2 separate regions of the Capsicum annuum genome follow, and region 1 is linked to region 2. The links are chromatin contacts, called in public Hi-C maps. All regions are on one chromosome and are shown on one strand. The core of a region is the stretch at or near the end of the contact, and the rest is flanking DNA. Distances in the headings are between cores, read along the strand shown. Region 1 overlaps LOC107863577 (protein FAR-RED IMPAIRED RESPONSE 1). Region 2 holds the start of LOC107856601 (guanylate kinase 2).

Region 1 (5,999 bases), core at 2,090-4,589, 410 kb after region 2:
CTGGTCCAAGTAGGGCTAAAAATGTTATTCAATAGTGTGCTAAAGGTACGGGTGCATTGGTTAAGCCAAAGGGCGTCACCAACCACTCGTAGGCTCCGTATCTCGTCACACATATCGTCTTTGGCTCATCCCCTATACTATGCGTATTTCATAGTAACCCTTTCGATAATCCACATTAGTAAAGTATTTATTCTTTCCAAGACTTTGATAGGTCAACAACAAGCGAGATAAGGTACTTATTCTTTACTGTTACTTTGTTGAGTGCCTTATAGTCTATGATTAGCCGCAACGACCCATCCTTCTTCTTTTGAAATAAGACTGGCACTCCATAAGGGGCTTTCAATGGGTGGATATGACCGACTTCAAGCAATTCCTTCAAATGCTTTCTTAAATCCTCTAACTCGGGTGGAGCTATGTTGTATGAGGCCTATGTGCATGCCTTAGCTCCAGGCTCTAACTTGATCTTATGATCTATTTCGCGCCTAAAAGGTAAATGCTTCAGAATTTCTTCATGCATCACGTTCTAATTCTCTTAAAGCACCTTCTCTATATAGAATGGCAATGTTTGGGCACCACTGTCTTCACCCAAACTTGCAATGGTGGCTCCCCTTATTAAGGCCCTTCACAAGATGCATCACCGATAATTGTGTTTGTTCTTCCATTTTTGGAAGTTTAAACATAGGAACTTTACAAGATCTTTCTCGCTCCATAAGCAAGAGCAATTAGAGGTAGAAGAACTCCTACCCAAGAATTATATTAAAAATATCTACAAGAGCGCTAGTGAAGTTGGTTTTACCTTACCGCTTGCCCAATTACCGCTTGCCCAATTTGATGCTTACTCATTTAGCAACTCCACACACAAGAGTAAGTGGCATATTGACTGTCTTGAGACAGTTATTGCTTAGACTGAAACTCAACCCCAACTTTGTTGTTGCTTCCTTGGTCATGATATTGGTTTCTGCACTCGAGTCAACCATAGCTCGAGCAGGTCGACTATACATTGGGTGTTGTATTCCTACGGTCTCTCCGACTGCTTTGTGATTGCTTTATATAGTCCAATAATGCCCAACTGTGTCATGCCTGAACCTTATCCTCAGTCCTATGCATCTTTATCCTTTCATCTTCATTTAGAGCACGTTACATAGCCGTACGGTCCACCACACATGTAGCAGACAGCTCCCTTCATTGTATACGCATTTTTCTCGATGCAGTTTTGGTATCCTAACTTCTATCATCGAACTTATTGATGTCATGATTTTTGGGGTGCGACTATTATTCCTATCTCCCCTACCTTTGGCATGACAACTCCTTCTATCCTTAACTTTACTTTTGTCATGTTTGTCACGCCTAAAGTTTGTCAAAGCTTCAATCTGTATAATGGCTTCATCAATAGTACTAACATGTCCGCCTCCAACTCTCTCTTGGCTCAATTTTGTAGCCCATCCACAAAGTGGAACAACTATCTTCATCTGAGGTTGGGAATCTGAAACGTAAGAATGGGGAACTCTTTCACGTATGCTCGTATGCTGCCTGTCTGCTTCAACTCACGAAACCTGTGGTCCATCTCATAGAGTACATTGTTGGGAAAGAAAGCCCTCTTGAACTCTGCTCAAAATTACTTCTATGTGTTGATGGTGCAAAGTCCCTTGTCCATTTCAGACGTTTCCACCATAGCATGGCCATTTCTGAGAGATACAACACAACAGTGTTGATCTGGTTCTCATCACTCTTCACCTTTTTGCACTTGAAATAATTCTCCAAATGCCAAAAGAAAATTATCAACCTCTTGTGCATCACGAACGCCTTTGAACATAGGTGGCTTCGGAGCCTCAATTTTGGCCTCCCTCTCTTTTTCGAATGTCGCAGACCCTCCATCTTGAATCTCCCCCTCGAGTGCCTTCATCTTAGCCTTCATGGTTAATGCTTCCATGAGCCGACACTCCAAGTGATTGTTTCCCCCATCTCCCCTTCCAACTCTTTTCAGACGTTTTCATTCTCCTCAAGGATGAAGTCCTCAAGAGTCATGAACTTGTCATCGATCTCGTTTAACGTTTCCTAAAAATCTCCACTACCTACCTCATCATGTCAACCCTAGCGGTCCATTGTATTCCCAACGTGACATCTTGGGACACCTTCTCTAGTTCGTTGTCACTCGCCCCAGTAGCCTAAGGTGAGTAGGATGCCAGCACTTCATTTTGTGGAGTCGGACATTAGTTCCTCACCCTTATGATTCTTTCTCCTCTTTTGGTGTTTCTCTGTAGCATCCTATTAGACGTTGGTGGTGCTAGCAGCATTAATGTCCCTCGTTTGCCATTCCCTTAGTATTAATCTTTTCTTCGATACCATGTTGTCAATGACTTAGACATCTACTAAGTATCCCGTGCAACAATTGACAACTTACTCACAAATCTTTCACGGTCTTACAAGCTCAAATAAGCCTTTTTAACACTACATCGCTAAGAGAAAGCTAATTTTAAGAAACAGATAAGAGAATTTTCAAAGGAGACTTTTATATTAGAGAGAACTTGAAAGATTTTTGCTTAATGCTATTACAAATAAGTGTCTCTCTATTTATACTACTCAAGTAAGAGCTAATGTGTAAATAAGAACTGTTACAAAGTCCCTAAATATTTACAAAATAGTCCTGTCCCTAGAGCCTTCTACAATACTAGGAGATTCCAGACTTTCCATGCAAATCTAAGGAATTCTAGAATTTTCCTTGGGAAATATCACTAATTCTCTAGAATATTCTACTAAAGTGTAGTCTTGCTCTTATGTGAGACTTCACTTTATTCCATGTGGTGCCTATGTGGCATGATGATGTAGGGGTCATTACACTAAGCTACATATTGAGACTTTACATGAAATGTAATTAGAACATGTAGTGGGAAGTAGATTACATAGAGAACGAGAAGAAACAGCAAAGACCAATTGATGAAAGATGAACAACTTGTAATAAATGCTCTCCCATGCATGATACATTCCATTTAGATGGAACACATTCAACTAATCAAAGTTGGTTATGGCATCATATTCTTGAAGGAAGATTAAACTTATCGCCACGGACATAAAATTTTACAACAGTGCAGTTTAACCTGCAATACAAGGTTTGCAGTCTTATTTTTCAAGTTGCTAATCCAAAAATTTTCGAAGTGAATAATTTGTAAATGACGACCTGATGGGATAGAAAAATCGCTTACATTCTCACTTAAAAAGTTATACTCCTTGGATAATAATTCAAAGGTGGATAGAGTCCCTGAACCTAGGACAATAAGTGATGCCACGAAATAACAGCTTCCACCATGAGTAATGAGAAGTCGGCAACAAGGGAAACACAAACGGAGACTAGGCTCATGAAAAAATTCAAATTTCCTTTGGCGTCTAAAAATTGTGAATCGTCATCTCTGATATTTACTTAAGATATACATCTGGTTTTGTAAACCAACTTGAACTTCCACTGCTGTGAGAAAAGGGTACAACAATAACCTAAAATCCATCTACCAAGGCATGACATCAAAATTGGAACTTGCTGCTCCAGCCTTTAGTGTCAACTTCAATGAATACACAAGTGAATAATTATAACAGTTCAGAAATCCAAATTTATTTGATAGTAGCAAAGAAATTTCCTCAAGTAGCAAATACTTACCCACAGTAATTCAGTCATCAAACTGGAAAGCACAATATGAAAAAAAAAAAAGTTAGACCAAGCAGTCTGCGCTGTTCTGAAATTTAAAAGCAGTAGTGGAAGGACAACAGTGCAGTATTACCTAATCTAGAAACAGGAAACACTTGGTATCCATTAACAAAAATTTGATGAGCTCTCTTTCAAAAGGAAGCGCACAATCAAAAGAAGCAATCATCATCATGCATGTCTAGCATTGTTTCCATGCAGCTGAGCACCTCTTAGACTAGGCTCATCCTGAAGTGACATAAGATGCTGGATGTTATTTGTCCCCTGTAAATTACGAAATGCAAAACTGGAGATAATGGACAAACCTGCAAACCATATGTGAAACTTGGCAGCCTAAAATCCAAATGCCCCTAAATGAATGGAAGAATCATTTTAAAATATTCATACTCTGAATCGTAATTTCTAGCCAAGAACGTTAAATAGTAGCATAGCATACTAGTCCTGGAACGCTTTGTTGAGACCCAAAAAATCCATCATGGTCAGGTGTAGCTGTATTGAGGTGTCCCTGCAGCATGATTAGAACAGCTCTCGTTTACATTGATCTCAATCAAACTTGTATACAAAATCAAATTAATAGACCAAATTAACATACCAGTCCCTGCATATTCTGTTGGTTAACATAATAACCATCATGGGGAGGCTCCATCAAATTCAACTGTATCTGCGAGTGAACTCTAATTCGTGATCGTAACAGTAGAAAATCAAAAAATTTTACTTGCACTGACACATTCTCTTTATGCGAGAATAAGTAATAATCAGGAATATGATCTAGGGAAATATTGTAACCTACCAGTCCCTGCATATTCTGGTGTGTGCCATAATAGCCATTCAACGTCATTCCACCCACAGTAAGATTATCCTATAACCAGCAAAGTAAAATTAATATATCACCAAAGTCTCACACGAGCAAAGATATTTTCAATAGGCAGCAAAATAACAACTACAGTGCTAAGAAACAAACCATTTGTTGTAAGCTGTCTTCAGCTTCAACTATTGCAGCTTCTGGTTCAGAGTGCACCTGAGATAACATTATGTTAATGGTCACCTAAGTGGATCCAAATTATTATAACGAGTTCTGTAAAAACAATCGATGATCCTACAACCAACCTTCCGTTTCTTGTTTGTACTTTTCTTCCTACATGTTTTGGTAAAATGAATTCCTTGAGTATCTCCTTCGAGATCACGAAGTCCAACAGCACTGCTGCTACATTCTGTCAATGCAGAACTTCTATTGTTAACATTCACACAGTTCTTTAAAGCTTCATCTAGGACACGGAAGGCAATGTCGTAACTCTCCTCGGATAAAGAGCCCTCCTCACCCAACAAAATTGCCCTTCTACAGAGATCATTGTATCTTTGTACCCTGGTTTGAATTCTTTCTGTCCCCTCAAATGTTAACACATTCGTCGCATCTTTGGTCCACCTCTTCAAAATAAATTGAGATGGGATGCTTGAAAGACCACACATCTGAAGTACAATCATTGCATGCCTACAGAGGAAACCTTTGTATTCAAATAGAAGGCACGAACAAGAAACATCTGATCTTGACTCATTCCATGTGACCATAAAATTGTCATCTTTCTCGCAGTCATCAACTCTAAAAGTTACATTTTCTCCATTTTCAGCTTCCTTCTTTGGATGGCATCCAACTACACCCAATACTTCAACTTGAAATTTCTTAAATATTGCATGTGTATAAATTGTTGACATCTGCTTTTCCCAAGGCGATGGTGATTTTAAAGCTGGTTGTTTGTGCAATGTATCAAAGTCCGCTACAGCTTCCTCTTCGTATCTATTTTGCAGAATCATTCCATATTGTCTCATGAATTCTTTGAGACTGATTTTCTTTTGAATGTACTTGTCAAAGAAGGAGCTTACACTCTCCGATCGTTGAGCTGCTGACATTCCAGCCATAAACCTGCCTCTCATGTAAGCTGGAACCCACTTTTTGCGGTCCTCATACAGTGTATGAACCCACTCATTCTCTTGTAGTTCAAATCTGCTGACCATCTTCCACCATCTTAAATCAAATTGCTCATCAGTTGCCGACTTAAATATACACTTGCTGAATTTTTCCATGAAATTCTCATGCTGCTTTACGACATGAGCAAGTATTTCCGGAATTCTTTCAAGCACATGCCAAAGCGCAAAGCAGTGATGTGAACATGGGAAAATGTTTTCAATAGCTTCTTTGAGTGACTTATCTTGATCCGTAATTATCACTTTCGGAGCCTGCCCATCCATTGCTCTAAGCCACGTCTTCATCAACCACACAAATGTTGGTTTGGTCTCATCTGCTACAAGTGCA
Region 2 (6,613 bases), core at 1,982-4,481:
TCAAGCTTGACACAGTGCATCCATCAGATAAGAACTTTACCTCATTGCCTTTATCATAAATTTGATAAACACTTAGAAGACTGTACTTGAGGCCATTCACATAGTACAAATATTTTATTGCTTGATCAGGTGATTTTACAATCTTTCCCACACCATGGATATAACCCTTTTTACCATTTCTAAAAGAGACACCTCCACCTTGAAATGTCTTGAGAGAGAGAAAATACTCAGTCCTCTCAGTCATGTGCTTTGAGAATCCACTATCCATAAACCAGTTCTTACTGCATTCCCTTTCTCCTACCTACAATCAAAGTTATTTGTTAGATTTGGAACCCCTTGAGTTTGAGTTCCCAAAAGAAAAAAGATAAAGATCTTATCAAATCTTTCTTGTCCCAAATAGGTAAAGTGTTCTTCTTCATATTTTTTAAGGGTATGGAACCCATAGGGTAATAATTCTTCTGCTCAATGTATCTAGCATTGATCATTCAAGCTCCAAGCCAACATTGATTGTTTTTCTTCAAGTGTCTATCTCTTCCACAATGAGTACATATAGGTTTATGGACCTTATTTCTAACACCATGAACAACTTTATCTTGATACCCAAGTGATTGGGTTTTATACTAATATCCAAGGACATCACTATTATTGACACCTTGATCAATTAAATTAGAAAGGATTTATGGGAATGTGATCCATTTTAGTGATTTGTTAAGTTCTTCTCTTATATGGACTATGTCCTTGTCTTGTTCCTCGTTCTTATTGAGAGCAGTCATGAGATAATTTTGGGACTCCCTCAATTTTTCTTCAAGCTCAATTTTAAGCCTATAAGATTATTTTTCCCTTTACCATTAAAATCATCTACTTTTTTCAGTTGATTCATTAAACTCAGATTTTTAGCTTTCAACTTAGTGAACACTATTCCCCTATTTTAGATAACTAAAGAGTTAAGACAATTAATTCAAGCTCTTGATTTTCTACTTTCTCATCTAACATATTTTTCTCAGCAATCAATTCACACACAAAATCAACCAACACATTTACAAACTTCTTTATCTTTCTAGCAGAGTAGTTATCTAAATTTTCCTTAATGCCAGAAAGAATTGCCTCATTTTTTCTTCATCTTTAGTGTTTTCCATAAGAGTAAACAAAGAGTCAAATATGACATTCTTATCCTTCACTGCCATCATAGAAATATCTATAAGCTTTTAATTCTTCTCAGATTCACTGGAGAATCTCCCCAGACTGCCAAACCTTGTTTCACTGCATAATCAGTTATAGCTTTTATTCTGTGGTTCTTCTTCTTTCTTTTGTCACCTCTAGACTTTAGATATTCTTGATAATCCATTTTGTGCATTGGGAAATCTTTAATGAAATGCCTAGGTTTTCCATATATGTGGCAAACTTCAACTGTACCTCCTTTTTTGCTTCTTCTTCTTCTTCTTCTTCTTCTTCTTCTTCTTCTTCTTCTTCTTCGAAACTCACCACTTTTCTTCATTTCTTTAAAAATCCTTTTTGCCAAATAGGCAATATCAGTTTCTTCCTTGCTTGATTCAGAATTTGATGCCTTCAATGCCAGAGATTTTTTTTTTTACTTCTTTCTTCTTTTGTCCTTGTTGCTTCATGATTATGAGTCTTTAGATAACCAATAAGTTCATCCATGTAAGAGTCTTCGGGTTTCTTGTCTTAGTAATAGAATCCACTTTGCTTTCCCAGGAATTAGAAAGAAGACCTAGAATTTTTCTCACTTGCTTATACAAGAGAATCACTTCCCTTAGACAGTGCAGTTCATTTGTGATTGAAATGAATCTAGGATGCATTTCTTGTATTATTTCTCCTTTATTCATGGAAAAGTTTCATACTGAGTAGTCAGGATGTCAACCTTTGAATCTTTCACATCAGTTGTTCCTTCATGAGCAGTTTTTAGGAAGTCCCAGATTTTCTTAGCATTTTCACAAGCGGAAACCCTGTTATACTCATATGGTCCTATACCACACATGAGCAATATTTTAGCCTTGTAATTTTTTCCAACTTTCTTGCGATCTTCATCATTAAATTCTCTCCTGGTTTTGAGAACCATTCTTGTTATGTCTCCTTCTTTGACCTTTCTATCTGACACATGAGGATCATCAAGTATTACATCCATCAGCTCATTGTCCTCAGCCATAATAAAGCCATATATCCTGATTTTCCATTGCCTATATTACTACCCATTTAAGTGGGTTGGTCCAGTGGTAAATTGCCCTTCTTCCAGATTAGGTAGAGCAACCATGATCAATAACTCACTCTAGGTGTAAACCTTTTAGAGTCTCCTTGCTCTGATACCAATTGATGAATTGTTGGGAGGTGCACCACCTTATAAGGGACCAAGTCTTTCAGAGTCAGATACAGGAATAAAACAGTAAAAAAGTAAGGAAATAAATTTTGCAAGAGATTAAAGAAACACAATGATTTAACGTTGAAACCTCCTTGCTCAAGAGAGGAAAAACCACGGCTTGCCCTTAAAAGCACTCAAGAATCCACTATAATCAAACTTATGATTAAAGACTCCATTATAACTTAACCCTAAGCTCCACTAATTTGTAATAACGCTATTACAAACTCTCCTTGACAACTCCCTCAAGATCTCTTCTAAGTATTGATTAACTCTTATCAATATCAACTCAGATAACTCTACCTAAGCACTCTACAGACACAAGAAAAACATTACTCTTATAAGATGAGTAATTCGATTACAGACCAAGACTTGACTTAAGAACAATAACTCTCTCAGCACACAGAAACCTGAAACTTGAGCAATATTGAGTTTTCGCCATTTTCGTCTTGAATAATCAAATTGCAAAACCTATTGAATTGAGAAGTATTCTTTTCTATTTATAGTGGGATAATGGTTAGAGTAGAATTTTGATTGGGACAGATGTCTTGTCTGGTACACAATTCAATTGCATAATTTGTTACACTAACAGACAAAACTGGGCAGAGAAGTGACAATTGTACGTTTTCATGAAGGCCGAGGGACCTGATCTCTTGTTGTCAACTGATCATCATCAAAACAAGCTATAATAGAATAGGTGTGTGTATTTTACCATTTAGTTAAGATTCGAAGATAACATTTTTAGAGTGGAATTAATTTCACTTTTTAAAAATTCATGGGGTATATTAGATCTTTTGCAAAGAAAAGATATGAAATTGAAATATTAATAATAAAATACGGCGGTACTTATGCCTTTTCTCATGAATAAAGAAGAAAGAAAATATAATAAAATAGAGAAAGAAAATACTCGAAATAATAGAGAAAATAAGCTGGGGGCGGGGCTGGTTTGATGAAGTGAACTGGACCAAAAAAGCTCCTCTTTGGTCACCATGTGCCTCTCTTCCACATTCCTTGTTCCGCCAACAAATATGGCAAAACTTTCTTCCTCCTCCTTTGTCAAACTTGCTGACTTTTCAAACTTTATTCTTCTTCTTCTTTGACATATCTCTCTCTTTCAATTAATATATTACCCCTTCCTTCCCCTTCTTCATATAATACATACATACAGCACCAATTAAAATTGAATTCACAAAATATCAGGTAATGTTTTATGGGTTTTCCAATTGTAATTGAGGGACGCACCTATAGCTTTACGTGTGTATCTTTATTTCTGTGTGCATTCATTTCATTTGAGGATATTTTATGGGTTTTTATTTATTTATTTTTTGCTCAAGGCAGCATGATATTTCATGGCTTCTGTTTTCCTACAGTTTTATTTTGGCTTCTTAGTTATCCATTGGGATCTTAGTATCATATGAATTTCTGTTTCATCCTTAATTTGGTTACTGCATGATCTAGTTCTGTTATTAATTTGTAGGCGATATGATTTTCTTTCTCATTTTTTCTCAAGGGAATGCATAATTCTTTCATGTGGATTTATAATCTGATTTGTGATTTTTTCTTGGTCAGGTTGAATTTTTATAGGAAGGAATACTTACATCTATGGTGAGTGCATTAGTCTTGATTTGCGCTATTAGTTTAAAGTATATATTTGTCTTCTTTTGTTGTGATCTTTTCTTGATCTCTCTGGTGTTCAGGGAGAAGCTCCAGTTTTCTTTGCTGATAGTTTCCTGGGAGATATTCCAAATGGGGTTGATTTGAAATCAAAGGGCCACGAAACAGCTATTTGTGTTGGCTCTAAAATTGTATGATGATTCAACATACTATTTTGATATTCTTCTGTGATGTGCATTCTTTCCAATTTAATATGCCCAAATGAATATATTCATGAATGAATGTTCTGCCTCCCTATTTTTCACCAGTATGTGATTGGTGGGGCTGATCAGGAATTGACATCGGTCATTGGTGTACAAATCTTTGACAAATCTAGTAGGGAATGGTGAGTTTCTGGATATGTAGCATGTTTTGTAACCAATCTGGTTATTCTGTAGCTTTTTTTGGCAAGAAGAACAAAAACTGGATTTAATTGCAGGATAAACCCCACTGTACTGGGTACTAAACCCAAGCTTTCAAATGGCCACTCAGCTGTGCTTTTAAATGGTGATCGTGTATTGGTCATTCAGGGAGATTCCAAGTCTGATGGCTGCTTTTGGTTTCTTGAGGTTGGTTAATTTATGGCTTTTAGATATGCAAAGGTTTTTATTCTGTCTGTTAAACATGGAAGTCAAGATCTCTTGCTGAATCTCTGTTGATTACTCAGATCAGCATTTCTCCAAAATGTTTAATTGGAGATGCTTGTGTGCAGATCCAGTGGAGTTGCCTGTTTGTATTTATCAATCATTAATATAAAAAATGTCAAAATTGTGGTGATTGATTAATTTAACTGTTTGAATATAATTCGATACCCTTGAATGAGTTAATTTGCAGCCACTCACTTTTAATACTTTTTAGGTGGGCACCCCATTTATAAGAGAACAGGAAAAGGCACGTGGCAATGAGGTGGTTGCCTGGAGTAAGGGAGTTTTAGGCAATGTTGAGAAGCCTATTGTCATTAGTGGCCCTTCTGGTGTGGGGAAGGGTACCTTGATATCTGGACTAATGAAAGAGTTTCCATCTATGTTTGGATTTTCTGTGAGCCACACAACTCGGACACCAAGAGAAAAAGAGCAGAATGGGTTTCATTACCATTTCAGTGACCGCAGTGTAATGGAGAGAGAGATAAAGGATGGGAAATTCCTGGAGTTTGCTTCTGTTCATGGTAATCTTTATGGAACCAGTGTTGAAGCAGTTGAGGTGGTAGCTGATGCTGGCAGGGTATCATCACTTCATGCTATCAATTCTTAATTCAAAATATTGGTATTACTAGTTACAACATATTGGACCTGGTTGTGTGTACCTGCAACTGTTGTTAATTTGCACTCGTGAATTGGTGATCTTAAAGAAGTTTTATACTCCTTTTCTTCCAAAAAGAATAACACTACTACTTTGGGAGTGCAAACATTTTCTTTGATTCCAACTTTACTTTTTTTTTTTTAGAAAAAAAAAAATTCTTAAGTTTAAAAAATGAGATTAAACTTATATTCATGTAGTTTTATTTTGTGTTAATTTATATAAACATCAGAAATTCATAACAAAAAATTAGAAGTGTGTATTGTTGTTCTCTTTGGTGCATGCCCCATGAATATGCGCAAGTTTCAATTTCGGTACATTCTCCAGGAGAATGGAACCCCTATCTCTTTGGTATTTTCCGGTGAAAAATAGTTTATTTGACATTGTTAAGAAAATGGACTTTGCGCCTAAGTTGGTTCCCAAAAGCTAATTCATGAAGTGAAAACTGAAAGAGCATATAAGGAGACTACGATCCATTATCTTAACTAGTGGGACACTGCAGCACCCAACTGTAACACCAGTACATCACCACACATTTAGGACTGAACATTGGAGCATGAGAACATAAGACTGGGATGCAACGTTGGGAAACACAACAAAAGATGGATCAGACTTTAATACCATGTTAAAGACATCCAATCTATCTAAACTCCAAAAATTAGCTTAGGAGCTGAAGCTTGTCAAGGTCAGAAGACCATCCGATTCCTTTAAACATGTGTCATACTTTTAACAGCCAACAACAACAACAAACCCAGTATATTCCCACTTGGTGGAGTTTGGGGAGGGTAGAATGTACGCAGTTCATACCACTACCTCCGAAGAAGTAGAGAGGCTGTTTCCGATAGACCCCAGATCAAGACAAAGGACCATAGTCAAACGTTGCAAACATACAACATGATAAAAATAACAGTGATACAAGTTACAACAACCACAAAAATAGAGTACATTGACCAACGAAGGACACCCCCTCCCCCCAACCCTAGCATTACCAACCAAGCTACACCAAACTCTTCTAGCTACAGCCTATGACTAGACCACACACCTTAACCCTCTACCCCTAATACTCTTCCTCCAAACCTTCCTATCAAGTGTCATGTCCTCAGTGAGCCGTAACTGCTCCAAGTCACGTCTAATCACTTCTCTCTAGTATTTCTTCGGTCTATCCCTACCCTGCTTGAAACCATCCAAGGCCAACCTCTCACACCTACGGACTGGGGCATCCGTGCCCCTTCTCATCACATGCCCAAACCATCTCAACCTCGCTTCCCGAATCTTATCATCCACTAACGCCAC

What was found. A called contact is a pair of places that touch in the nucleus more often than the background predicts.
Region 1: a contact with region 2 is called in a Hi-C map of leaf, with 2.1 times the contacts expected there. The contact joins the enhancer-like site here to the promoter of LOC107856601 in region 2. A contact is called at or near these places in 2 of 5 Hi-C or Micro-C datasets (leaf and placenta).

Annotation. Positions count from the first base shown.
Region 1 is chr3:160,251,927-160,257,925 of UCD10Xv1.1, forward strand. It overlaps LOC107863577 (protein FAR-RED IMPAIRED RESPONSE 1), which reads right to left. Exons shown (of 11, transcript XM_047408402.1): 3 at 4,799-5,999; 4 at 4,653-4,709; 5 at 4,482-4,550; 6 at 4,284-4,352; 7 at 4,128-4,196; 8 at 3,997-4,041; 9 at 3,768-3,919; 10 at 3,647-3,668; 11 at 2,992-3,551. The coding sequence ends at 3,863. Among protein-coding and RNA genes, the nearest start is that of LOC107863577, 8.9 kb to the right of the region's middle. Within about 2 kb of position 3,340, at least 2 of the 5 cell types and tissues checked have an H3K27ac peak or open chromatin away from gene starts, as enhancers often do. A contact at or near this core is called in leaf, where this site is marked.
Region 2 is chr3:159,841,505-159,848,117 of UCD10Xv1.1, forward strand. LOC107856601 (guanylate kinase 2) reads left to right here and starts at 3,232. Exons shown (of 11, transcript XM_016701593.2): 1 at 3,232-3,571; 2 at 3,941-3,976; 3 at 4,069-4,176; 4 at 4,294-4,370; 5 at 4,464-4,593; 6 at 4,883-5,245. The coding sequence starts at 3,974.